2 separate regions of the Sus scrofa genome follow, and region 1 is linked to region 2. The links are chromatin contacts, called in public HiChIP or PLAC-seq maps. All regions are on one chromosome and are shown on one strand. The core of a region is the stretch at or near the end of the contact, and the rest is flanking DNA. Distances in the headings are between cores, read along the strand shown.

Region 1 (5,034 bases), core at 2,447-4,946, 220 kb before region 2:
CTAGACTCGCGTAATATTGAAGACACCATTTAATTGAAATTATAAGGTATATAAAGATGTATTTTGAAAAACCATTAGCCTCTGTTAGTGGCAGTCTTTTATTTCTTTGATCATATAAAGTTTACTTTCACTTTTTATCATTTATCTGTATTTGCAAACAAATCCAAGCAGTCTTTTTTTTGTGGGGGGAGGGGCTCACCTGCGGCATACGGAGGTTCCCAGGCTAGGGGTCTAATTGGAGCTACAGCTGCTGGCCTACACCATAGCCGCAGCCACGCCAGATCCAAGCCCCGTCTGCAACCTTCACCACAACTCATGGCAGCACTGGATCCTTAACCCACTGAGCGAGATCAGGGATCAAACCCACAACCTCATGGATCCCAGTTGCATTTGTTTCTGCTGCAGGAACTCCCCAAGCAGTCTTTTTCTTCCCAGTTAAGTAGCTACTTTTTAAACCTCTAATTTTAACCTCTGCTATGTATGATATATACTGTTAAGAGAAACTTGGACTTTTATTAAAAGCTGAGAAATTATTAGCAAAATCATAAATTAGTGATGATTTCCCTTTATTCACACCTTAAATAACTTATTTTCCTGAAATGTCTTTGTTTATGAAATTATTACTCCTGTCACTAAAAAAATAGGTCTTTAAAAATAAGATAAAATTATTAGTCATAGCACTTCATAAAGCGTAAAGTATTATATAAATAGGTCAATTTTTTTTTTCCTGCTGTACAGCATGGGGATCAAGTTACTCTTACATGTATACAGTTTTCCCCCACCCTTTGTTTTGTTGCAATATGAGTATCTAGACATAGTTTTCAATGCTACTCAGCAGGATCTCCTTATAAGTTGTATCTGATAACCCCAAGCTCCTGATCCCTCCCACTCCCTCCCTCTCCCATCTGGCAGCCACAAATCTATTCTCCAAGTCCGTGATTTTCTTTTCTGTGGAGATGTTCATTTGTGCTGGATATTAGACTCCAGTTATAAGAAATATCATATGGTATTTGTCTTTGTCTTTCTGACTCATTTCACTCAGTTCCATCCATGTTGCTGCAAATGGCATTATGGCATTCTTTTTTATGGCTGAGTAGTATTCCATTGTGTATATATACCACATCTTCCGAATCCAATCATCTGTTGATGGACATTTGGGTTGTTTCCATGTCCTGGCTATTGTGAATAGTGCTGCAATGAACATGCGGGTGCATGTGTCTCTTTTAAGTAGAGTTTTTTTGTCTGGATATATGCCCAAGAGAGGGATTGTGGGGTCATATGGAAGTTCTATGTATAGATTTCTAAGGTATCTCCAAACTGTTATCCATAGTGGCTGTACCAGTTTACATTCCCACCAGCAGTGCAGGAGGGTTCCCTTTTCTCCACAGCCCCTCCAGCACTTGTTATTTGTGGACTTATTAATGATGGCCATTCTGACTGGTGTGAGGTGGTATCTCATGGTAGTTTTGATTTGCATTTCTCTTATAATCAGCGATGTTGAGCATTTTTTCATGTGTTTGCTGGCCATCTGTGTATCTTCCTTGGAGAACAGTCTATTCAGGTCTTTTGCCCATTTTTCCATTGATTGATTGGCTTTTTTGCTGTTGAGTTGTATAAGTTGCTTGTATATTCTAGAGATTAAGCCCTTGTCGGTTGCATCATTTGAAACTATTTTCTCCCATTCTGTAAATTGTCTTTTTGTTTTCTTTTGGGTTTCCTTTGCTGTGCAAAAGCTTTTCAGTTTGATTAGGTCCCATTGGTTTATTTTTGCTTTTATTTCTATTGCTTTGGGAGACTGACCTGAGAAAATATTCATGAGGTTGATGTCAGAGAGTGTTTTGCCTCTGTTCTCTTCTAGGAGTTTGATGGTGTTAAATAGGTCAAATTTTTAATCACGAAAGTAGCACTTGTTCTACACTTCCTATCAGCAGTGTGATAAGGAGTGGCATTTATCAGGCAGCTGTAGGATGGTACTTAATAAATTACTGTCCTTCTCAATGGAGTACTGGTCGTACTTTATTTCCAATGAGTACTCCATTTCTAAATAGAGTAGTCTATGTACTTTATTTCCCAAGTTTGCGCACATAAATCAAGAGTACTTTAAGCCTGGTTTCAGCTTCTTCTATAAATTACTGTGCTCTCGGTAAAAACCTTGTTTCTGCGCCTCAATATTCTCTTACCTTTAAAATGAGGAAACAGGAAGGAAAATTAACAGTTGCTTATCTTGTTTAATCTTCTCAATTCTGTAACGTAGGTATATCCTACTTTACAACCATCATCACAAGACAGGAAAAGGAAACAAGCTTGGGGATTATGTTACTGAACCAAAGGCACACAGCTCAGAAAGGTCACAACTGGGATTTGAACCTAGGTCTTTGCAGCATCAAAATTCAAGCTCACCACATTGCAGTATACCGCTTCCTAGGCTGTCTTATTGCTGATGAGGTAGTTCTCTATTCAGAGATGGCATTTTCCACTTGTAGTAATTGAAGGTCCTGTTCTTCTGTAGTAAAATGTGTCTCAATATGACCACCCTTAAATCAATGCATATTTTCTCTGTACTAGTTCTCTCTGTGATTGTACACAGAAAGTGCTAGAGATTTTTGTTTTCATTACAGACAACTACTGTTAACCTGAAATGCTGAAGTTAAATGTCATAACTTCTACCCCTGAATAGAAGGCTTAGAAAAATAAAAGCTTCCACGAAATTAGGGACTTAGTACCTCTAAGGATTAAAAAAAAAAAAAAAATGATGTAGAACATTTTACTTTACATAGATGTCCTTAATCCACGTTCGTTACGAGCTAAAGTTCATTACATCAGTTTTTCTTTTGAAGGCTCTGGGCTTCTATTTTGATGACTGTATCAGTCAGGGTCCATACTTCTCTTTTGACCACCTTACCAGTCAGTGTCCAATGTGTGCAGCCTATGCGTGACAGATTCATTGCATTGCCCAGGCCAGGTCTGTCTGCAGTCGCTGGGAAATGCAAGGCCACCCTGCTGGGCACAGGTCAGCCCCAGCTACTGGGCTGGTGCACTGAGGAGGTCATGGTGGGACAGCAAGTTGGGGACCTGGAGCACATGGTGTCTGTGTTGGGAGGGCCCTGTGGGAAGGTGGTCACCAGGCTGAGCTGGGACTGCCATTCTGGGCACGTGCAGGGGCAGAGCATCACTGGATGCTGTTCCACACCTGATGAGTAGCCAGCAGCAGCTAGAACTGACAGTGTCTCTCAGGTGCCTTCTGCTGAGAAACTTACCATGCTTGCTATAAAGGAGAAATGCTTGGAAGTGTCATCAGTTTGTGCAGTAGTTCAGAGCAGCTGTCAAGGTACCACTGAATCTTAGAAATGATAAATTGGTGGCTGGCACCACAGCCCAGCCAGACAGGCTGGGAAGTAAAATGTGATCTTATAATTTGGAATAACGCCAAACAATAAGGCATCTCAGTAAGGTATAGCAATCTATGTTAGACCTACTTTGTGGGTAGAACTTATTTCCAATAAATTCACCTATTTGTTAGGCGAGACATTAAGATGTGACACAAAAGAGATATTGAGATATTACTCATTCAGCAATGGTGAGCGTCTGCTGTGTGCCGGCACTGAGGATTCATAGCTAATGGTCCCTACCTTCAGTCAGCTTAAACTCTGGCCAAGTAAAATGCAGTTCAGTAAGTTCTGTAATCAGAGTCCGTGCCTAGGGCCTGGGTTGAGTGGATAGCTTCATAGAGGAAGTAACATTTGAAGCAGGTTTTTACATTGCTGGTTATAACCATCTCCTTTTGGTTTCTGGTCTCTCTAATTTTAGTAGCCAGATATTTAGCACCTGTTATTACAAGCTCAGCAGTTCATTTTCAGTACCTGGACATATCATTATAACTTTTAACTCCAACAAAGCTTAGAAACTTAATGGGAAGGACGGCTACCCAGTGGTGAGTTGCATGGCAGAGAGAGGTTTACACCCTGCCACTTGCCAAGAAAATGTTCTTTGCCAGCTCATCATGCCTAGAGAAAGAGGCTGATGTAGGAAGAAAGGCTCATGCTTTGTGTAATGGAAAGGTGTTTTAACACCTCCACTTTCCTCCCTCTTCTCCAGCCCCTACTTTTTTGAAGGTGTCTTATGTGTGCAAATGCATTTTGTTAATGGAGTAAGTCATTTGCCAGGACAGCTGCTTCTTTAGGTAACTTTACACCCACTGTTTTGCTTCTTGGGGGACCATCTGTCCCATTTTTTTCAGAGAATCTCATCATCTCTGAGTTCTCCAGCTGACTGAGCATAACTATAGAGCAGGTAAAAATCAAGTTTTATTTTTACCACTCAGTATTTTTCATGCTAAATATCAACTTCTTTTATTCTTTAAATTTATTAATTCAGAGCAGATGTTTGCTATGTGGAGGCCCACTTTATTTACCTATGAGCACCACGTAGCTCTTCGTGTGTTATACTCCCTCGCAGTTAACTAGGTTTCATTGCTTACTAAATATGTTATGCTGTTTGTGGGCATTTCATTTTGACACCAAATCATTTAAGTATTGATAAATTGTTAAGAGTGTGTTTGATCTCAACCTGTTAATTAAATACTAATCAGAATGTCATGATGAGTTTCCAGGTATTCTCTCTCTCTCTCTTTTTGCTGCACCCATGGCGTATGGAAGTTCCTGGGCCAGGGATCGAACCTGCATCCCAGCAGCAACCTGATCTGTTTCAGTGACAATGCCAGATCCTTAACCCACTGCTCCACAGGAGAACTCCAGGTATTCTCGTTATACCTATGCTTTGGTGCAACTTCAGAAGAATGGAAATGGATGCTAAGATTTATGGATATGTCTGTTCCTGAGAGCAAACTAACTTTCCTTTTAAAAATTCAGAGGATGCTTTAAAGGCATTATTCCTTTCAGCTGAGAGTGAACTGGGTGAAATTGGAAACTCAGTATTCAGGGGGGTACAGGCTTTTCTGTGTTTTCTTGAGTCCTCAATGAGTCATGACAGCTTTGGAAAATATTGGGAGGAATAGCCTCCTGAAAAACTTTAAAA
Region 2 (5,377 bases), core at 1,308-3,807:
AGTACTGAGAAACAACACCTTTGAAATTTTGAGGGAAACATTCCCAAGCTAGAATTCTAAGGCTGCTGAACCACCAAGTAACTGCAAGAGTGGGGTGAAGACCTTTCAGGTGTGCCCTGTCTCCTAACCCATTCGCCCATTCCCAGGCAGCTCCTGAAGGATGTTCCCCATCAAAACAAGGGAGTTACCACGCGAGGGGAAAACAGGCGATTCAGAAACCAAGGTGAAAACGATGATAAAGGGAGATGCTGAGATGACCACTGGACAGCATGTCTGGGGAACAAACAGTCCAAACTGGACTACTGATGAATAAATGAAACAATACATGTCTTGTCTTGCATAATTGACCTCTAGGTTAAAAGAAAATCACTTTTTGGGCGCTCCCATTGTGCCTCCGCATTAACGAACCTGACTAGTATCCACAAGTCATGGGACAGCCAAAATTTTCTTTTTGTCTTTTTAGGGCTGCACCCGCAGCATATGGAGGTTCCCAGGCTAGGGGTTGAATTGGAGCTGTAGCCGCCAGCCTACACCGCAGCCGCAGCATCACTGGATCCGAGCCACATCTGCAACCTACACCACAGCTCACGGCAACGCCGGATCGTTATAACCCACTGAGCAAGGTTCCTAGTCAGATTTGTTAACCACTGAGCCAGGACAGGAACTCCAGCCAAATTTTTTTTGTATCCATGAGGATGAGAGTTCTATCCTTGGTCTCACTCAGTGGGTTAAGGATCCGGCATTGCCTTGAGCTGTGGTGTGGTTGGAAGATGCAGCTCAGATCCTGCGTTGCTGTGGCTGTGGGGTCAACCTACAGCTGCAGCACCAATTTGACCCCTACCTTGGAACTTCCACATGCCATACATGCAGCCCTGAAAAAATAATAATAATAATAAAATTTTTTAAATTACTTTTTGGTTTTACCGGCTAACTCGATGCATTTAAAACTACTTCAAAACATAGTAAGCCACTTAAAACAACAAACATCGGCTATTTCTCAAGAATCCACCCACTGACTGGGTGCTTCTGCTTCTGGCCAGGGCTCCCTTGAGCATCGACTCATGCACTTGGCTGTGGTTAACAAACAGGGCAGCTAGACTCACAGACATTGAAAAACTTATGGTCTCCAAAGGAGGCAGTTTGGGGGGTGGGAGGATGTGCTTGGGTTATGGGATGGAAATCCTGTGAAATTATATTGTTATGATCATTATACAACTACAGATGTGATAAATTCATTTGAATAATTTTAAAAAATTAATTAATTAAAAAAACAAAACAAACGAACAAACAGGGCAGCTAGAAGCTGGCTGATGTACCATGGCTTATCTGGGATGGCCAGGATCATTGGCGTCTCTTTCTGTGGGTCCCCCACAGGCCCTCAACCATCGCATGCAGGCCTGGCAGAGTTCCGAGTGAGAGCAGATGCCCACGACACTTCCGGAGGCCAAGGCCCAGAACTGGCACTTTGCCACAACACCGTAGACTATCAGCCAAATCGAGGCTCGAGAGCAGCCCAGATTTGAAGGCTGGAAAACAGACTCCGCCTCTGAATGCGAGGAGCTGCACGGTCCTATCGCAAAAAGCGTAGTTACAATGGTCAAGGCCAGTGATCAGGGCCATTAGCACAATCAACCTATGACGGATGCTTTGAAAGAGCCTTATGCTCAAGGGCACCTCTCACGTTTACGCTTAAGACACACACACCATGTGGGCCGTGTTGATAATAGCATTCATTTGGAAAGCCAGAAACAACTTCATAAGAAAAGGAAGGAGCAGGATTCTGTGTTAAGTCTTGTTTGGGAGGTTACCTGGTACGGTAGCAAGAGGCCCGAGTTCTGGAATTAGACAGACCTGAGATTTATACTGACTCTACTGCTTAACAGCTTAAATACTCTCGAGTCTTACTTTTTCCATCTATAAAAAAGGGACAATAAAACCTTTACAGGGTTGTTAGGACGATTAAATGAGGTAATAAGTACATGACAATGCCTGACATGTATCAGGTCCTCAAAAATGTTAATTCCTATCTGAATATGAATTCATCTTCCACAGGCACACTCTAAGTACTTAAGGTCTCTCTCCACCACCCGCCTCTAATTTTCAGAACTCTCATCAACTTTTAAATACACGTGGCTACTAACTCAGGGTTATCTGGAACCAGAATATTTCAGAATCCAAGGCTCTCACGAGGGATGAGGTTTCTGCTAAAAGCTCTTGGATTTTAACAGAAATGCCTTTTGTTTTTCAAGCAAGGCTGAAGCTCCTGCAGACCAGGAAGCAGATTAGCTGGTGTCCCTTGATGAAATCTTGGCTAGTTGAGCTGTGGCTGCAGATTAACCAGAGTTGGGGCACCACCCATGGCTTTGATCATGACCTCCAGGAAGGAGTCTCACCCACTCCCACCCAGGCAGAGCCCTCTCTCTCCTCTCCGAGCCACCTCTTCACCTTGCCCTGAAGCAGGTCGTACTCTGCCACCTCATCAGTTTGCCCATGAACCTGTCTCTGGACATAGTGGGTCTCTGGAGGGCAGGATTTGGCTTTGTCTCTCCAGCACTCAAGGGAAGGTCCAGCTCCATACACCTCAACATGTGCCATCTGCTGAGCATTTACGGGTACCCGGGTGTACACACCTGTCTCTTCCCTAAAACCCTTGAAGGAGAATTCTTATTTGAACAAGTTTTTAGGACCCCCAATTACAGGAATAGAAAGGGCTCTAGCATGGAGCTCAGCTCCTCCCAACGTCTCTGACTTAACGTGCTTTAGTGCCTATTGGCGGAAGTTCGGTAAATTGAGCCTGTCAGAGTTGAGATGGTCTCCAAATGCCACCAACCAGGTCAGCACGCCCTCACTCTCTGTGCCCGATGGGGCGGAAGGAGGTGTTCAGAAACCACAGGAAGGGCTTAGGGATGAGTAAGTGAAGATGCAGGCACCATCCGGGCGCAGGGGTGATAGCACTGATTTAGGAAGCCATGAACGACCTCATGGAAGTCGTGCTTACCAGAAGTGGAAGAAGCTAGTCACGCGTTACGTGTGATTTTTGCCGTGATGCCCTGGGGGAAGGGTCCGGGGAAACAGCAGTCTGCCTGAGCCATCGTTCTTTCCCAATAACCCACCCCACCCCTTGCCCGTGTTGACATCTGGTCTTCATCACCAGTAGTTTGCCCATTGCCCGCCTCCTCAATCCTGCCCCTCTCGGGTTTCCAGACTGCTTGCTTCATCGGAGGATGACTACTGTTTTCCAGGAGTCTTGTCCAAACCACTTCCTCCTTCCTAACTCCGTAAAGAGGAATGGCAAAAACCTCATGAAAGGCAGCTAATGTTTAGTTAGAAAACGGGGGTCTTTAAAATGAGACTCTGAATTCAAATCCAACCCATGCCACTTCCTCCCTTTATGACCTTCACAAGTTCTTGAATGGCTCTGTGCCTCAGTTTCCTCATCTGTAAAAGGGGAAGAGCACTTAGCACCAGAAAGAGGGCTGGGGGATTAAATAGAATAATGGGAGTCGCATGCAAGGAATATGATAGCTGTGCACAAGTTTCCTCCCTCCTTCCCGATATCATCCTCAATGTTTTTCTTGCGAAAATACATAGCAGGGACTTAGAATCGGAACCATGATGACGGGGAAGTCAGAGGTAGTCCAAGAATTTCAGAGCCCCTCCCAAACCCTTCTAAGAATTTGGGTCCCGAGAACCTCCCACCCTGAAATGGCCAAAACACCATCAGAAAGGAAAAAAAGTTTCCCTTCCTGTTTTCTAGGGAAGGGTGAAATTATCAAGGCTTATTAGTGACCACAATCTTACCACGCAGAGGCCCTGCCAGAGCCAAGCTTCAGGGTAGCTCCTAGATGGGAAGAGAGAGGAGATGGGTTGGAAGTGGGAGATGAGGTTGGAAGAGGAGATGGTTGGGGCTGAGCCGAAAAGATCCCGGGCCCAAACGTTGGGAACCCTTCCAAGCAGAAGTGGAGAGACAGGTTTCCCGCACTCAAGGCTTAAGGGCAATTCAAATTTCAGGCGAGGTTACTGAAGTTCAGGAAGAGCTGTGCTTTTTATTTCCCCTCCTCCTAGGATTCTTTCAGTCTCATTAAGAAATGACAGAAATGTCAGGAAAAGCTGTCAGAAGGATACAAATATTGGAAGGCAAAGACGGACAAGACTTGAACAATTGCTCTAACAGAAATAATGTTGGTACTTATTTACTGAGGACCATCAGCACAGAGCAGATACAGAAATCAGAATAAGCACGCGGTCCCCCCGCCCAAAGTCCCAATAATGGCAGCATCTCTTCTGTGATTCTCAGTGAGGTTTGCTGGCTGCACTCCCAGGGCAGGGTGGATTCTGCCCTCTCTTCCCTCTGCCTTCTGAAGCCACTTTTTCAATGGGCTCTGGGGCATAGCACATTTGGAAGCACAAGATCTGCACTGGGCTACAGAGTCACTGGCAACGTGCAGCTCTGTCTTAGGGCAGCACCAGGCTGGGATGTCTTGCAAAAGACAAGAATTTCCTGATTCCTTATTTCAGTTGGTTTCATTTTATTATCTTATTTTATTTTTATTTTTTGCTTTTTAGGGCCACATCTGCAGCATATGGGATTTCCTAGGCTAGGAATTGAATCGGAGTTGCAGCAACTGGCCTAGGCCACAGCCACAGCAACACAGGATCCCAGCCGCGTCTGCAACTTACACCACAGCTCAGGTTACTGGCAAGGTTACTGGAGTTCAGGAAGAGCTGTGCAATGCCGGATCCTTAACCCACTGAGTGGGGTCAGGGATTGAACCTGAGTCCTCGTGGATACTAGTCGGGTTTTTTATCACTGAGCCACAATGGAAACTCCCCTTGATCCCTTATTTTAAACCACTTTTCTCCTTTGGCAAAAGTTAGAGACTTGTGTAACATCTAACTAAGGAGAGTCCTGTGTGTTCATCTGGCAAGCCAGGGATGGGACCAATGGAAATTCTCCCATGGAATTTCCATCCTTGCAGAATCTGATTATTTTCCTTGTTAGTTTCAACCACTTTGTTGATAATGCGCCCCCTAGAGGACGCATTGGAATCCCCCCCAACAAGGCCAGGTCCAAAAAGAGATGGAATCCTGCTACCTGACTGACTTCAGTTCCTGAATCCTCAAAGTAGAAGCAGAAGGAAGAAGGTGAAGGTGAGAGTCCATGTACGAAAGGATTGTGGGGTGGGAGTGGAACTGGGTCACCTGGATGGTGGCGGCAAGGGTCAGGGTACACTGATTGTCCACATTTTCTTTTAAAACAGTATCTTATACACAGGATTCAAAGATCATTAAAGGAGTAGGAAATATTAATTAGTTGCCATTCAATCATAATACTGAATACCTCCTCTGTACTAGGCACTGTGCTACACACCTTTGT

What was found. HiChIP or PLAC-seq counts read pairs in DNA pulled down with a chosen protein or histone mark.
Region 1: an H3K27ac HiChIP or PLAC-seq map of alveolar macrophages shows a contact between it and region 2. The contact joins two enhancer-like sites. A contact is called at or near these places in 1 of 47 Hi-C or Micro-C datasets (liver) and 1 of 2 datasets of contacts at active chromatin or transcription factors (alveolar macrophages).

Annotation. Positions count from the first base shown.
Region 1 is chr2:26,007,338-26,012,371 of Sscrofa11.1, reverse strand. No RefSeq gene overlaps it. Among named protein-coding and RNA genes, the nearest start is that of MIR1343, 57 kb to the left of the region's middle. Within about 2 kb of position 3,696, at least 4 of the 83 cell types and tissues checked have an H3K27ac peak or open chromatin away from gene starts, as enhancers often do. A contact at or near this core is called in alveolar macrophages, where this site is marked.
Region 2 is chr2:25,780,976-25,786,352 of Sscrofa11.1, reverse strand. No RefSeq gene overlaps it. Among named protein-coding and RNA genes, the nearest start is that of CD44, 100 kb to the left of the region's middle. Within about 2 kb of position 2,557, at least 19 of the 83 cell types and tissues checked have an H3K27ac peak or open chromatin away from gene starts, as enhancers often do. A contact at or near this core is called in alveolar macrophages, where this site is marked.